Linked DNA regions of Mus musculus: region 1 is linked to region 2. A link is a contact called in public HiChIP or PLAC-seq data. All regions are on one chromosome and are shown on one strand. Each heading gives the region's core, a stretch centred on a gene start, on an enhancer-like site or on the middle of the called end of the contact. The rest is flanking DNA. Distances are from core to core; before and after follow the strand shown. Region 1 has its middle 20 kb from the start of Dip2b. Region 2 overlaps Dip2b (disco interacting protein 2 homolog B).

Region 1 (2,793 bases), core at 67-2,566, 160 kb before region 2:
AAATGCTGACAAGACCTTGGAAGTCTTGAGTCAGTGCCTTAGTGTTTGTCAGAGATTCATTAGTATGTGTTGTCCCACAGAGAGCAGAAAGCTCGATAAGATTCCCAGGAGCTGGAGTTAGGGTGTTTGTGGGCTGCCTGTGCTGCTGTGATTCAGGCTCAGTCTTCTGGAAGAAGAGGAATTGCTCTTAACCACACAACCCTGACACTCCTTTTCTCTTTGTTTCATTGCTTGAGACCGAGTCTCATGTAGCCCAGGCTGGCCTCATCCTCACTAACCATGAGCTTCTGATCACCTGCCCCACTGCCTGAGTGCCAGTGCTGGACCACCAGTCTTGATTGATTTGGTGCCAGCATGAGCTTTGGATATTCTGAGAGAGCATGCTGTCTGCATTGCTACATCCCAGCCTCTAAGTGGCTATTCTTTTTTTGTGGACTCAATCAGTAATATTACATTTGTTCAAGGCTGGCCTTGAACTCAGAAATCCACCTGTCTCTACCTCCCGAGTGCTGGGATTAAAGGCATGTGCCACCACGCCTGGCACATTTGCGATTTTTTTTATTTTTTTTTATTTTTTTTATTTTTTTTTTTTTTTGGTTTTTCAAGACAGGGTTTCTCTGCATAGCCCTGGCTGTCCTGGAACTCACTTTGTAGACCAGGCTGGCCTCGAACTCAGAAATCCACCTGCCTCTGCCTCCCGAGTGCTGGGATTAAAGGCGTGCGCCACCACGCCCGGCTTGCGATTTTTTTTTAAATGAGTTTAATTAGTTTAGTTTAAAAAAAAACATTAAATATACTTACACTTTTACTCAATTTTGTATGTATTTTATTTGGGGGCAAGGTGCACATCTTCCACGGTGTGTGTGGAAGTCAGAGGACAACCCCTCAATGGTTCAGAACTCTAACTGTTCTTCCAGGGATCTTGAGTTCAGTTCCCAGCAACCACGTGGTGGCTCACAACCATCTGTAATGGGATCCAATGTCCTCTACTGGTGTGTCTGAAGACAGTGTACAAATTTTTTTTTTTTAAAGTCACACTAACAGCATCCTACTAGCACAAAAGGAAACATGTAGATAGGGTCAGAGCAGTGTCCCTCAACCCCCACCCCCAAATGGCAGTGTGAATGTCCTAACAGGATGTAGGCAAAGTAAACCTAACTGTAAGAGGCAGGTTTGTTCTCCCAAGTCCTGCACTAAGGGAACCTAAGCACACAAGATTGTATACAGGAAGGAGGGCAATACCTGTTTTTCACTCCAGAAGGCTGGAGCAGACTATGTGCTTTCTTTTCTAGCCTGGTGACCTTTTTGCTATATGTGTGGCTAGGGGCTTTCCAGCACTAAAAACCCCTCCAGACTCCTAGTGAACTTGTTTTCTTGAGTCAATCTATAGAATGCGTCGTTACAGATGTCCTATGTCCTCTTCACAGAGAGTTCCTATGCAGTTGTGTCTGATCTGCAGTCGCCTTTGTGTCTTAGATCTAGGTTTTGTTGTGCGTGTGGGCTCAAGATAGTCATCACGAGAACAGTTTTTACCGGATTGTGCTGTGCTTAAGTAAGCATAAAATAAACCCCTGGGGTTAGACTCCAGAAGTTTAAAGTGACAATGGCTGCTGAGCTGTGTTGGGCCAAACTGCCTTCTTGCCTTCCACAACCCCATTACTGTTACCTGTAAAGTTTGCAGAGACCCCCACACCTAAAGGTGAGAGTCTGTTTACCAGGAACCTTCCTTAATCTGCCCCCAAAAATCAACTAACTTGCAAGGACACCTAGTTCCTGGTCAATCCACACAACAGCCAGATTCAGCAGTTAGGGGATGAGAACCTTGCCTCTGGGGGATAATCGGCAGCCTTCCTTACAACCTTTGGTTAGTTGCTCTCTGACTTGTCACAAGCTCAAGGACCTCCCATCACACAAGAGCCTGCCTGCTTTGTCCCTTTTAAGTTTCAACTGTTACCACCATCCTAGAAATTCCTCATATCCCTTGATTGCTGGCTGCCCTGCCTGAATCCTGGAACACTCCTTCCCAAGGCCCTACCCTCACAAATTCCTGTCTAGATCCACATGAAACAGAAAAATCCACAACTTTATACATTTCCCCTGTCATGTCCCCACTGTACTGGATTTATAGATGGAAGCTCTTCTCTCAGCTGCACTGTTCCCCACCACGAGGGCTCTGCCATGGTCTGCTTTGACCAGGTTATAGTTTTCCCCTTAACCACTAGGCTCTACTAACAATACAGCTTTGGGAAATGCTACAGCTGACAGGTCAGCCAACACTCCACCCTCCTTCCTCTATTCTCTTGGCTCCTCTTTTTACTAACTGGAATCCATGAAGAGCCCTAGTCCTATCAGACAATTTAGCAGCAAGCCGACCTTGACCAACTCCTTTAGGAAGCTGCCCAATCAGTTCTGGCTTTATAATAACTTTGGATACAAAGAGGGGCATGTTGCATGTTGCTTGCTGTTGATAACAAATGTAAGAGCCTTAAGGGAAAGTTTAAATTAGAAAAGCTTCAAAACCAAGGCTCAGTTATCTGCAAGCCTAGCTTGGTTTCAAGTGTAAAAGCCAGGCCTTTTCCTGGAGCTAACAGTTCAGGCTACCATGGGAAAGCAAACTCAAACCTGCCACACTGTTGTTGCTGACTTTGAGATTGTTTTTTATTATTCCTTTATGACCCAATGATAATTTCAAAAAGGCTTGCTTTTCCGGTGGCTACTATCAACAAACAAACATCTATGGCTCAAGGTAAAAGATGGGATGTTTCCAGATAAAAGGAAAAGGTAAAAGTTTAA
Region 2 (2,747 bases), core at 210-2,709:
AGCCAAGGGAAACTGAGTGGCGAATGTAGAGAGTGTTTTCTTTTTCTTTTTTTTTTTTTCCATTTTTTATTAGGTATTTAGCTCATTTACATTTCCAATGCTATACCAAAAGTCCCCCATACCCACCCACCCCCACTCCCCCTTTTTGGCCCTGGCGTTCCCCTGTACTGGGGCATATAAAGTTTGCGTGTCCAATGGGCCTCTCTTTCCAGTGATGGCCGACTAGGCCATCTTTTGATACATATGCAGCTAGAGTCAAGAGCTCCGGGGTACTGGTTAGTTCATAATGTTGTTCCACCTATAGGGTTGCAGATCCCTTTAGCTCCTTGGCTACTTTCTCTAGCTCCTCCATTGGGAGCCCTGTGATCCATCCATTAGCTGAGAGTGTTTTCTTTTCTTTTCTTTTTTTTTTTTTTTTTTTTTTGGTTTTTCGAGACAGAGTTTCTCTGTGTAGCCCTGGCTGTCCTGGAACTCACTTTGTAAACCAGGCTGGACTCGAACTCAGAAATCCGCCTGCCTCTGCCTCCTGAGTGCTGGGATTAAAGGTGTGTGCCACCACGCCGGGCATGAGAGTGTTTTCTTAAGGATTCTCAGCAGTGCCCACCCTGGGTCATTGTAAATTCTTAGAAAACAGTTCGTTACCTGGCAAGTGTTATTCATGGTAGTGGTCTAGAGAGACAAGGACCCAAAAGCCTGTTCTCAAGGCACATACTGAGCCTGAGCAGGACACAAAGGCAGCAGAGAGCCAGGCTCTGATGGCCAGTGGGTAGGGCAGTGGCGAGCCATGGGGTAGTCACTATCCTGTCAACTCATACCCTCCATCTGTCGATGGCTCCTTCCTGCCCATCTCCTCCTCCTCCTTCTCCTCTTCCTCCTCCTAGCGCTCAGCTCATGTAAGAGCATGTGACACTGAGCCCTTAACACTGCAGTGCAGCTTCAGCTGTCTCAAGAGCCCAAATCTTGAGCGAGCTTGCTGCACTGCTATTGAGGTCCAGGACCCAGCTCCAACCGTCAGTCTGAAACAGATAGACTGTTGTCCGCTCTCTATGAATGATCCCCTGAACCCCATGTAAAGGGTCTGGTTGTGTCTGGCCTGAACCAGTCCCATGGTCAGATCTAGCTGCAAGGAAGATGAAGATGGAAATACCATGTCAGCTAAACAGCCTCACTGTGAAAGATTTGGAGAAGCAGGCATCCCTTCTCTCTCTCTTTTTTAAGGATTTGTTTCTATTATGTTAAATGTATATGCAAGTCTACATGCATAGCAGTGTTGGAGTTAAAGGAGCTGTGAGCCACCAGACTTTGTGCTGGCAGCCACACTCATGTCCTCTGCAGGACCAGGACATTCCCTTAGCCGCCTCTCTCTCCATTTACCACCAGCAGACTGTTAGAAGTGTGTCCCCTCTGGCTCTGGCGTTGTGGAGTTGGCTGGCTTCCTCTGGCACTGTGGGTAGACCAGCAGCTTCCTGTGCATTGACATTCTGTTTTTCTGGCTTAGCCCAGTCATTGTGTGGCACTACACTGTGCTCAGCAAGAGTGACATGCTTGTGGAGGTAACTGCCAACTCGAGAGGACATGCGAAGGGCCAATGGACCCAGGGGCCTGCTGCTCTGTTGTCCAAAAATCTGCAGGGTTCTTAGACCTTCTTGGGTATGTGTTTCTGATCTTGCCAATGGAGACAGTGTTACCCTTGCGAGCTCAAAGCAACTATTCACACACTAAAACCGTTGGCTCTCTCTAGCTCCAGGAGCAATAAAGTAACATTTCTCTCCCTGGTATTCACCCTGTGCCAACTACAGAAGAGCTAATGCACACCTGTGGCTGGAAAAGGGAACTCTGTGTGTGAGCACAGTTTCTCCCCTGTGAGAGTGAGATTTCCCCTAAGAATAAATAGGAACGGATTAATCTCTTATAGACGGTAAGACCTCAGTGGGTGCTAGCCAGATGCTCAGCAGGTAGAGGCGTCCCTGGGACCCATTGGGTGGAAGGAGAGGACAGTTCCTGCAAGTTGTCCTCTGAGTCACAGCGGGCAGTGGCCTGCCTGTGCCCACACACATGCACACAGATCGAGCCTTTTAAAGACTTGGTGGCTTTAAGATGTGCTTTTTTACTAATTCTAAAGAAAAATAATAATAAATCCCATAAACTATGACATTATTTTCTTTCGTATAAACACGTTTTTTGTGGTGTTGGGAGTTGAACTGTGTACATGTTTCACAGGTACGTTTCTTAGTGTTTGGTTTGGTTTTGTTTAGTGACATTTTCATGAAAACAGGAAATGTAAGGTGTCTGTTTTACCCTTTAAACTATGGAAATGAAGGTGAATCATTGCTAACTTTCAGGGTAGCTTGGTGTTCGTGGTTGGAAAAATGGATGGATTACTCATGGTCAGCGGCCGAAGACATAACGCCGATGACATTGTTGCTACTGGATTGGCTGTGGAGTCCATAAAGACCGTCTATCGAGGAAGGTGAGTGCTCTGAGATCCGTGTCACCACTCTGGGGTGATCTGAGCTGCGCTCTGTGGTTCTTCCAGGTGCTTGGGCTGGTCTAGCTTAGAGTGACAAAGCCCAGCTTTAAATACCCGTCCTGCAGCTGAGGCATGAAATGTGAGCAGTCTCAGAGTCTGTCAATGATTGTTGATTCTGAAGACTGAGGAGAATTCCAAGATAAAAAACATGACCTTCTTCAGAGATTGTGCTGTCCAGGCCAATATAGGTGGCTGCCACTCTGCGAGAGCAGACCTA

The links. HiChIP or PLAC-seq counts read pairs in DNA pulled down with a chosen protein or histone mark.
Region 1: an H3K27ac HiChIP or PLAC-seq map of regulatory T cell precursor shows a contact between it and region 2, with 8 times the contacts expected there. The contact joins two enhancer-like sites. A contact is called at or near these places in 1 of 39 promoter capture datasets (embryonic stem cells), 3 of 15 datasets of contacts at CTCF or cohesin (large pre-B cells, pro-B cells and stem cell-derived epiblast-like cells), 45 of 484 Hi-C or Micro-C datasets (the AML12 cell line, B cells, CD8 T cells and 22 more), 5 of 115 datasets of contacts at active chromatin or transcription factors (CD4 single positive thymocytes, T-cell acute lymphoblastic leukemia, embryonic stem cells and 2 more) and 4 of 9 other capture datasets (adipose tissue, embryonic stem cells, liver and 1 more).

Annotation. Positions count from the first base shown.
Region 1 is chr15:100,017,370-100,020,162 of GRCm38.p6, forward strand. No RefSeq gene overlaps it. Among named protein-coding and RNA genes, the nearest start is that of Dip2b, 20 kb to the right of the region's middle. Within about 2 kb of position 1,317, at least 24 of the 459 cell types and tissues checked have an H3K27ac peak or open chromatin away from gene starts, as enhancers often do. A contact at or near this core is called in CD4 single positive thymocytes, CD8 T cells, Th1 cells and 1 more, where this site is marked.
Region 2 is chr15:100,178,967-100,181,713 of GRCm38.p6, forward strand. Dip2b (disco interacting protein 2 homolog B) reads left to right here. Exons shown (of 38, transcript NM_001159361.2): 21 at 2,343-2,470. Among named protein-coding and RNA genes, the nearest start is that of Atf1, 48 kb to the right of the region's middle. Within about 2 kb of position 1,460, at least 68 of the 459 cell types and tissues checked have an H3K27ac peak or open chromatin away from gene starts, as enhancers often do. A contact at or near this core is called in CD4 single positive thymocytes, CD8 T cells, Th1 cells and 1 more, where this site is marked.